Regions from separate parts of the Mus musculus genome. Here region 2 is linked to region 1. The links are chromatin contacts, called in public HiChIP or PLAC-seq maps. All regions are on one chromosome and are shown on one strand. The core of a region is the stretch at or near the end of the contact, and the rest is flanking DNA. Distances in the headings are between cores, read along the strand shown.

Region 1 (5,395 bases), core at 819-3,318:
CAGGGAGAAGGGATTTGCTTTTGAGATGAAGAACCAGGTGAGGGGTGTGGTGTTGGTCTGAAAATTCAAGCACAACTACTGGCTAAGGTGTCCTTGATCTCTTGGTTAGCTCGAGATAACCAATTGGGCAATAGAATGACAAGCGAGGCCAGTGACTCGGCATGTAAACATGCTTGCCACCAAGCTGGATGACCTGAATTTGATCCAGGAGGCTCACAGGATGGAAGGTGAGAACCGCATCCTGGAGATTGTCCTTTGACCTCCATTTGGCATGCACCTGCCCCCTGACCCTGCTGCCCTAGTAAACAAATGTAACAATGTAACAACAGCAACAATTACCGATGACAAACAACACAGGCAAGTGATACCCAGACAAGAACTGGCACGGGTGTTTCAGATTTACCTTGTTCCAGCACCTGCCTCTTTCTAGGGCCTTTGTCAGGACTCAGTGGATGTAGCTGGGCAACAGAGCAGGTGGGGGGGGGGGCTGTTGTTTTTAGCTTCCTAGGTGAAAGCTATTGCCCCATTTGTGTTCAAGGCTGTGCACTTTGGAACTAGGGCACCCTGAGCTCAGATCAAATGCTCTGCTGACAAATTGTTTTTACTTTCAGTTCCTATGGTCAGGAGAGAAACAGAACTTGGAATGTCATTTGCCATACCGATTAGCATCAGTGAGGAATCCTCTCTGTGGCTGTTTGCTTCAAAGCCTTAATTGATGGAAGCCCGAATATATGATCATTAACAAAATGATCTCTTTCCTACTATGTTAATAATCTTACTAAGTAGAGATGCTCCTTTAATTTCTTCTGGGATAGGTTATTTTCCTGGCACCAAGACGTGTTGGTTTGAGATTTTTGCCATCTATGTCAGCTGCAGAGGTGGTGCTGTTGGGAAAGTGCTGTTGGCTTAAGCGTGATGACGTGAGTGGGGATTCTTGGCATCCATAGTAAAATCTGAGTATGGTATTCAAGCTCCTGCAGCCCCAGTGTTGGGGACGTAGAGATATTATCCCCACTGCTTGCTAGCCAGCCAGTCTAGCCAAATCCGTGAGCTTCAGGGTCAGTGAGAAGCCCTAGCTCAAAAAATAAGGTGGAGGGGTTGGAGAGATGGCTCAGAAGTTAAGAGTACTTGGTACTCTTGCAGAGACCCAGGCATATGTTCCCAGAACCCAACTGGTGGTTTATAACCAGTTCCAGGAGTCTCTGTAGGCACCAGGTATGCAGGCAGTGCACACAGATGTGTGGAGGAGGCAAAGTGTTGGTATCATGACCTCCAAAACCTATGACATCACATAGGCGGGACCTGCAGACCCGTTGCCAAGGCAATAGCCACAATATTCCCAGAACCCACTTGGCCCACCTCCCACCTTTACCTGTAATTATATCATCACCCATATATAAAGAAAGGCCCCCCTCCCATCTCTCTCTCTTCCCCACTTCTCTTTCCTCCACCACCTTGCCCCTCTCTCTTTCAATAAACCTTATGTGGAACTATTTGGCCTCGTGTAGTCCCTTTTGAAGCCATGCAACATTCAAGATCATAACACAAAGTACCCGTACACATAAAATGGAACTAAAGAAATCTTTAAAAATAAGATGGAGACCAATAAAGGAAAGCCATATCAATAGAGGATGACACCAGCGATGACCTCTGACCTCCACATGCATCTGCACACACATACACTTAAAACTCCACACAAACACACATTAAAAGGAGTTTTTTTTTTTTTTTGCTACATATGAGACATATGAAGTTCCATTTTGGAAAGCTCTGAGCTTAGGCTGCTCAAAAAGACAGGACTTGAAGGGACTGTCTTGGCCCAGCTGTGGGAAGCAGTGTGTTTACATCAGAATAACCAGAGACACTGGCTCACGTGGGAATTGTATACCTGCCCCACATGTTTCAAACACGTCTACAAAAACAAACAGCTCCATCTTGGCAATTGTAGGGTCAAAATGTCACGTGTTAGCCTCAGTGGCAGTTTAGCTGACTGAGTCCTTAGGCAGTCAGCCCGATGTTGTTGAGTAAGACTATGTTGTGGCCACTTAGCCAATTCCACACCTGGAAAAAATAAAGACTCAAACAAGAAAGAGAGTGAAGTGAATTTGAAACCAGAGAGCAGGCTCTAGTGACAGTGTTGAGATTCGGAGTTCCTAAGCTGTCTCTACATTCCAGGCTGGGGGTGGGGCGGGGCGGGGTGGAGGGGGTGCATATTTGAAAAGCAGGCATCTTTTATGGGCAGAATCTTCTTAATCCATATCTCAGGGGCGAGATTAACGCCGTGCAGCACCCCAGATGGACTGAGCTTGCTGGAAATATGTTCTCATGAAAAGTGTCCCACCGACTGTGTCTTCTGTGTCTCTCTTAAGCCAGCTGGTTCATCTCTTGAAATTCGATATGCTCCCCACCCCGCCTTTCAGAGATGTCAGTGCACAAAAGAGGCCCATGAAAAGAAACAGCTGCACGGAGACCAGCAGCCGCTGCTGGAGCTGCAGATTGGAGGTGTGCACCTGCGTGGAGTTGGGTGACTGGCGATTTTTCAGAGGAGGGAAACATCAATGGGATGTTAGGACATGAAGGCCAGAGGGATGGATGACTCTGGGGTGGCACACTGGATACCCTGCTGCTCACCTGGAGGTCACGGGGATCACACCTGGCTTGAATTAGTCAAAAGGATTTCAGGCGAAGGTTAGTTGGTCATTTAGGAATGAAATGATTAGCTGGGCTGTAACAGTTGCTAATAAACAGATTGTCTACATCAATGACATCCATTCATCAGGACAGGGACAAATGGCATCCTGTGGTCCTCGTGGCAGAAGCAGGCAGGATTGATGAGACTGAGATGCATCCTGTGGAAGCTATGTCCTCCTGCAGAGGTGAATGAGCTGGAGGTGGGGGTGGAGATTGTGGGTGGTACTCAGACTACGGGGGGGGGGCAGGGGGAGGGGCAGACAGTAAGGGAGAAGGGTAATATAATCAAAGTGAAAAATGAAAGGTTTGGAGGATGAGGTTCTGCTGGAAGTGGTAAGATCGTGCAGTGTTCTGGCTCTACTGTGGAGGTAGAGCCAGGAGCATGCTCTGGTGGAGTAGCAGAGAGTGTGAAGGAAATGGGTCAGGGATGGGCCCTGAGGGTTTTGGTTTGGACAACTGGAAGGGCTGAGTTTCCAGCAACTTGGATGAAAAAGGCTTTGAATAGGGACAGGTTTGGAGGAGAACTGTTCACGTTGGCTCTGTCCACTATGATCTGAGTAGAGGGGCCGGGGAGGAGGGAACTGGGGGAGCTGGAATTTCAGAGAGAAAGAGGGAGAGGGAGGGGAAAGGGGAGGGGGAGGGGGAGAGGGAGAGGGAGAGGGAGAGGGAGAGAGAGAGAGAGAGAGAGAGAGAGAGAGAGAGAGAGAGAGAATGAGATAGGTAGGTTCTGGTTGAGAAGGAAATTTAGGAGTCAGCAGTGGATAGAAGACATTTAAAACCAAGGAGTGGAGTGAGATTCCAGGGAGCAGGCAGAGAAAAGGGTCAAATGCGGAGTCCAGAACCTTCCAGGAGAAGAGGCCAGTGAAGAAAGAGGCATGGCTATGAGGTAGGAGAAAACCTGAAACAATGTGGCAGCCCAAGAACCAAGTGAAGAGTCCTCCAAGGAGGAGGAAGAGGGCAGGTCCCCATGACAGTGGAGGATGAACACGGAGCCCTGATGGTTGGATTCAGTTACATCCATGCTACTAGTGACTTGGACAAGAAAGCAATTCTAGTGGAAGAGGAGGGCGAGGGATGGAGAGAATGAGAGCAACAGCTTCAGCAAAGGAGCACCAACAACTGTGCTGAGGAGCACTGACAGCTCCTCTGAGGAGCACTGACAGCTCCACTGAGGAGCACTGACAACTCTTGTAAAGGGATCCTGCACGTGGGTGGTCGCTGCAGGGAAGTAAAGACTGAGGAAAAAATGACTTATTCACTTTTCTTTTAGGCCAAAAGAATAATACGGGCACAGGAATAGCCCAGCAGACCAGGAAAATTTCTATGATGTAAGAGACACAGGGGAAGGTTTTGGGTCTTGGATGGGGTGCGTGGAATCCAGCTTTTCCTAGGAGGGAGATGTATCAATATTTAGGTGGAGAATGTAGAGTTTTGGGGTACAGATGCTGGTGAGCAGGTAGAAGTGGAGGTGAGAAACGGTGGCAGTTTGTTTCAGGGTGCTTCTGTTTTCTCAGTGAGGCAGGAAGTCAGGTGAACACCCAAAAGAAAGGAGGGGCAGGGAGGTGCTGGAGGTTAAGGAGAGAGAGAAGTTGGTCTTCTAGGGACTCATTGGAGGTCATGGAAGTAGACCATAGTGTCATGTTCTCCAGCCATGCTTGGTAGTTGTGTACAGGTCCAGGATGGGAGATATAGATTCCTGGTGATGTCAGTGGGGCAGGCACCTAAGCACCTCTGGCTCCATGAGATCCAGCTGTAAGGCATTTTCTCAATTAGTGATCAATGGGAGAGGACCAGCTTATGGTGGGCGGTGCCATCTATAGGCTGGTGATCCTGGGTTCTATAACCAGGCTGAGCAAGCCATGGGAAGCCAGTCAGCAGCATCCCTCCATGGCCTCTGCATCATCTCCTGCCTCCAGGTTCCAGCCTTGCTTGAGTTCTTGTCCTGACTTTGTCCAAGTGATGGACCATGAGCTGGAAGTGTAAGCTGAATAAACCCTTTTCTCCACAACTTACTTTTTGGTTATGGTGTTTCGTTGCAGCACTAGAGACCCTAGCTAAGACAGGTGGCTTGCTAATAGTTTCATGCCGCAGACCCTCTGGGTCTCTGTGTCTGCGTGGAACAGGTCTCTAGTCGTGGGTGGGCAAAGCGTGGATGAATGAATGACAAACAGACACACACAGGAGAGTTTGTGTGGAATCTGAGTGTAATTTTCAAATCGAGCATCAGACTTTTTATGCAGAGGACAATAAGGAAGTTGGGTGACATATTCACAAGGTACAATTGAGGTAACCGGAATCTTACATAAAACAGAGGAATGCAAACACAAAAGGTCTAATGGGAACCACCTGGGATAGAATTCATTGATAACAGCTGGGATCAACAAGGGCTCCACCTAAGATTCACTAATCTTAGAAGCCAGGGTCAAGGGCTTCGCGCCCTTGCCATAGTTCCTATTTTAGTCTCTTGTATAGTCCACCTTCCCCTTAGGCCATTGTAAATATGTGTGTATGGGTGTAACTCTGCTACAGTTCTAAGTATCTATTCTGGTTTCTCCTTTGGTCTGAAACTTCCTTCTTCCTTAGTGATGGTAAATTCCTGTGTAAGGGAGTGACTTAGCTTTTACAATCTTACTGAATTCCAAGCCCATGATCTTGCTCAAGGACATTTCTAGGACTGTTGGAACACTGGCAGAAGGCTTTAGCC
Region 2 (5,395 bases), core at 785-3,284, 1.8 Mb after region 1:
CATAGCCATATGCTAGCACCCACATCCTCACCCACTGGTCTACAGAAAGCTGTGCATCTCCTTTCTTTCTGTTAGGATTTGAATAGGAAATGGTACCCCCATGGGCTCATGGGAACATTTGCTCCCCAACAGTGGTGCCAATTTGGGAATATTATAGAAATTTTATTACTAAGGCCAAGCTAACATAGGTGGGTTTCTGGTCTTGAAGGTAGCCCTGGTTATTCTGAGACTCACTCTGTAGACCAATCTGGCCTCAAATTCAGAGATCCACCAGCCTCTGCCGCCACAGTTCTGGGATTAAAGACATGTGCTACCTACCATACCCTTGAGTGAGAAATTGTATACTTAAGCTAACTTTCCTTTCCACAGAAATAGCAGCAACTAACATGGAGTTGTGGTGGTTTCCCGAATTTCCCAAGTCAGTACACATGGCCTCTGCTAGCACACATATCACACACCATCTAGTTTTGAATCCCCTCACATTGAGCTAACTAACTTGAAGAGTGGAGATAAAGATAACACACAACTAATAGTATTTGGAGTTGGAGGAGGGGTAAGAGGCTCACGAGAAGCTTTTGGAAGATTCACAGTATTCTGTGGTACTGTGCTTCATGATGTGACCATCAAACAGGTGTCTGCTATGAGATGAGGCCAATGGTGACAAATTAAGAATATATTGCCCACTTTTCTGTGTTATGTAAACATTTTTCATGACAAGATCATAAAACAAATATTAGGGTTATTGGAGTGTACAGGTAGTGAATTATTGCACTTATCATTAGAAAGACTGATCCAAAATCCCTGATAAGCCTTCCTGCTCAGAAAAAACCGAAACAAGTCTAGAAAGGGGGAAACTTCTGTAGAATAGAGCCACAGTGACTTCAAAAACAACAATGCAATCGAAGCACCGGGATCCCTGCGCTTGGCGCAGACAACGGTTGCATTATCATTTTCCCTTCTAACAGACACTACTTCATGTGCCACCACAGGGCCGGTCCCAGCATCACACCCGGGACTCCATAAGCAGTCACGTGCTCCTTTCCTGGCTCTGGTGCCCCTGCACTGAGTATCTTCTCAGCTGTTTGTTTCACTGCGTGTTTCTCAAGAGGTTCGTTGGCGCATTCTGACAAGTGTAGCCCAACACTTGCCAACAGAAACACCACAGGACTCCACGAATGTACTTCCTGCTAAGTCAGAATGGCAGTTTGAGGCAACAGGAAAACAAGCCTTCCTTCTCGGTGGTCTTTTTATAAGAATTTGCCTGAGCAAGACAACTGTATTAAGATAAGGACGTAGGTAGTTAAATCTGGTAACTGCAAAAAAAGCGTAATTTTTTTTTCCACCTTAGATGCTTCTAGTGAGAAGAGTGATGATGTCAAGCTCACCTAAATTGAAGAGTTATTATTTATTGAGTATCTCAGCTAGTCTGTCTGTGTGACTTGGATAGAGAACCCTTTGTCAAAGCCAGCTCCTCCATGACCCACAGGGCCCTCCAGAATTTATTTGGAATATGTAAGGGAAGCCTCTTGGACAGAGCGGCCAAGAGAGGGAAGGATTAACTGCTACCCACCAGGGCTTTACTCCTTCACTGTCAGCCCTGCTGGAGAGCTCTGTGCCTCCCAAGGCTGCAAAATGAACGGGCTGAGCCATGGGCTGCTTTGTTTCCCAGACAGCTGCTAATCGTCCTGACAATGCTACAACATTTAGCTTTCTGACGGCCAGAGCATCTAGAACGGTCCTCAATTAAACATGTTTTAATCACCAAGCTTCTAAATGCCAGCATGAGAGATAGATGCACCCAGTAGAGTTTGGCTCTGGCCTCCTGCTTCCCACATTCAAATTTCCACATTTACACATGGGGAGACTTGGAAAGCCTTCTCCAGAAACTGACCAAAGGAGAGTCCTGCTCCTTCCTCTCTATTAGCTACTTCTACTGTCTTACGTCTATAAACGCTGTTCTGTAGAGGTTAAGGCGTTTAACATTTGCTAAAGGAGCCTGTTGGTTTTAACAAATAGATCTGTGACTATTGTTATTGAGAATTGTTTAAGGTGTGGTGATTAATTCAGGACAGTTGTGACTTTGCCAAGTGCTATAGGGATACTGGAATCATCTGTGAAGTAAAAGAAGAAGCAGTGGAAGGAGGAAGGGAAAGAAGGAGGAAAAGGGGTCAGCTAATAGATAAACTCAGAAAAGCTCCAGAAAACAGTCTTATCAATACAAATCGTCTCAGGCCGCTGCCCCAGTCAGACTACCCGCTGATGTCTTAATCTGGATGCAAGCACTTGGAGAGGTTCAAGAGAACCTTAGACGCTTGAGTCTCCTTTAATTTTATTCCTTGATATTCTTTTTAGGTTTTGTTTGAGACAAGTTCACATGTAGCCCAGGCTGGCCTTCAACTTGCTATGTAACAGGTGATGACCTTGAACCCTCACTTTCCTGCTACCACCTCCTCGGTGCTGAGATTGCAGTGAGATACACCACTGCACCCAGATCAGACTTTGAAATTTTCGGATAAAGGGTGCCCTGTTACTTTTCTCATACTGGCCTTAATTTTGCAAGGGCATGAATACAACTTTATATTCTTTGTCAATAAGCATCATTTGTAGCTATTTTTATGAATACATGATCTGGTTAAAAACTTTAAACAAAAGTACCAATTTTCATAAATGGTATACATTTGTACAGGACAATTGAAAAGAAAGGCTCAATGACAAGAGTCATTAGCCATCCTGAGTTATTAGAAAAATTTTCAAAATTAGATTACTTTGTCCTGCCTCTTGGGCTAAAGGGGCCAGGCAGAGACATGGCACCAGGGGGCCCACTCAGGACATTCAGTTTCTTGACTTTCAAGGGAGACTGAATATATCACGAAGCTCTCCTTCCTTATAACTGTCTCAGAGATGGCCCACTATCATCCAAGTTGAAACACTAGGAAGTCAATTAGTGTCAGTTATGATATGAGCACCTGTCGGCAAAGACCTGGACTGAAATCAAACCCATTAACATAGTCACTCATGGCTGCCAAGTGGTCAGGCTCTGGAACACTTAGGATGACATCTACATTCAAAGAGGTGACCCAAAGGTCCAAAGACCTATTAGTCACCTTCTAAGCCACCCGATTCCCCATCACGTATATATGATGTATGTATCTGAAATAGCACACCTATTTTCTAATGGTCATTTTAAGAGATCACACAAGCTACTCACAAAAGTCAGGGTTACTATAAATTGAGAGTTTGAGTCCCTTTACCTAAACTTTTAAAACTCTTTTTTTCTTCTTTAATGAATCTCATTGCCTTTGAAACACAGTCAGAAGAGAGAAAAATTCAGATAGCACTTTTTGGAAAAGAATTAAAGTATATCACAAAATTATAGGATAGGGAATATTATTGACAGGGCCTTACTGTCTTAAGAAAGATGTGGGTGAATCTTTCTCTGACAAATTGATGTATTCCCGGCTATGTGGAAGCTTTCCAAGCCCAAATGTCACTTGGCTTACAGAACTGTGGGGCTGACAAAAAAAAAAAAAATGATGACTCTGGACAATTACGTGGAATGTCATAAGCAGAAAGGAGAGGCAGACAGAGCAACAGATGAACACCGTGTTTGTGATGTTGAATCTCGATCCCTCTTTGATTCCACAGTATGGAAGTATAGGGGAGTTCTAAGCCCAAGGGCTGAGGAGATACTTATGGGGCAGGCAGCTTCCACTTTCCATGCAACTGTCTCTTTTGCTGCGATAGACAGGACACAGTGAAGCCACAGTGAGTGGACAAAGAGACAGGGGCTTTTGGATTAGATTATACACAGCTCCTTTTGAAAATGGTTCCTCAGAATGGTCACCACCATATGCTATGCTCTCAACAAACAAACAAACATGGCCATAAAATTATCTTTCGGCAATCCTCATCTCTTAAACTTTACCTCTTGGACAATTAATTCTCTAAAAGCGATGTTAGAGATTAGAAACAGAAGAGTCATTTAGGGCTGGTGAGATGGCTCAGTGGGTAAGAGCACCCGACTGCTCTTCCAAAGGTCCAGAGTTCAAATCCCAGCAACCACATGGTGGCTCACAACCATCCATAACGAGATCTGACTCCCTCTTCTGGAATGTCTGAAGACAGCTACAGTGTAACTTACATATAATAAATAAATAAATAAATAAATAAATAAATCTTAAAAAAAAAAAAAAAAAGAAATTGGTCTTAACAACTTTAAAAAAAAAAAATTTAAAAAAAAAAAAAAAAAAAAAAGAAGAGTCATTTATGAGGAGGATTTTAAGTTTGAGAATTGGCAACCACAGATTTTTTTTTTTTTTTTAATTTTTAGGGTATCAGCCAGACACGGAATTGTGTGTGCCAGATAGTTTAAACTCCTACATGCAGTATAAGCTCAGAGCGGAAACAACTGAGCCATTAAAATTTAAAATGTTATTAAGGCCAATAGATGTCTTCAACTAGATCGGTGCTTAAGAATTCAAGATGACTTTTGTAGTCATAAAATATAACAAAGAATGCATGCATTAGGAAAGCCCTAACTGTTTGGGGATTTTTTTTTAATAGAGGGGTTCAGAGCATCTCTCAAGGGCCTCTCTTTAAACACAATTTGCTGAAGTGTGAAATTTGCTGGATCCAGCTCCACCCAGGAGTGAATCCCTAAGTGTTGGAAGAACCTCATTAGAACAACATCTCACCTAAAAATACATGCCCAGCATGGCCACTAAGAAACACATAAAGTACGGCGCCAGTGTGCTGTGCAAGTTATTTTGTGTGCGCTCTAAAATGGAGGAGGAAGAGAAAAACACACAGTGCAAATATACTTCGAAAAATTAGCACTTTTATTTATTTCAAGGGCTTCTCCTCTGAATAACATGCTTTAAAATTCTAAGATTTCCAAGGCATTGTCTCGGGCTCTCACTGCAGTCAGCTGGCTTCTCTGCAGTGGAGTAAGTTCCAAATGAAAGCTATAAACACCTTTCTTTCTGCTTCCCTGAGGACACGCTTCTAACTCCCATTGTTCAGGGTTCTGTGTTACTCTTCTAGTTTTTGGTGGAAAAAAAAAATGAAGCAACAAGGATCCACACCTTCTACAGTGATGGCTCTGCCTCCATTTTCAGTGGGAAGAAAGAAACTGATACGGCCCCCAAGATTCAGCACTGGAAGAAGAATGCTTCCTTCAAAGCTCCCTCAAACCTCCATCTCATAAGAACCCTATAGGATCAGGGCAGGTTGATTGGGCTTCAACACAGTCAAGGACTCTGCCCTATATCAACAACTCTTGGGATCACCAGTAATTTTCAGAGGAAAAAAAAAAAAAAGACTCCTTGGCTACTTTAGTGAAGGCAGAGAATTCGTAAGTAACCTTTCTTCTACAAGCATATCTGAAAGACTGGCT

What was found. HiChIP or PLAC-seq counts read pairs in DNA pulled down with a chosen protein or histone mark.
Region 2: a contact with region 1 is called in an H3K27ac HiChIP or PLAC-seq map of embryonic stem cells, with 11 times the contacts expected there. The contact joins two enhancer-like sites. A contact is called at or near these places in 2 of 484 Hi-C or Micro-C datasets (cerebral cortex and frontal cortex), 1 of 115 datasets of contacts at active chromatin or transcription factors (embryonic stem cells) and 1 of 9 other capture datasets (embryonic stem cells).

Annotation. Positions count from the first base shown.
Region 1 is chr1:75,660,378-75,665,772 of GRCm38.p6, forward strand. No RefSeq gene overlaps it. Among named protein-coding and RNA genes, the nearest start is that of Slc4a3, 120 kb to the left of the region's middle. RefSeq lists an enhancer at 376-2,877. Within about 2 kb of position 2,069, at least 35 of the 459 cell types and tissues checked have an H3K27ac peak or open chromatin away from gene starts, as enhancers often do. A contact at or near this core is called in embryonic stem cells, where this site is marked.
Region 2 is chr1:77,411,442-77,416,836 of GRCm38.p6, forward strand. All of the region lies in intron 5 of Epha4 (Eph receptor A4), which reads right to left. Among named protein-coding and RNA genes, the nearest start is that of Mir6352, 83 kb to the right of the region's middle. Within about 2 kb of position 2,035, at least 17 of the 459 cell types and tissues checked have an H3K27ac peak or open chromatin away from gene starts, as enhancers often do. A contact at or near this core is called in embryonic stem cells, where this site is marked.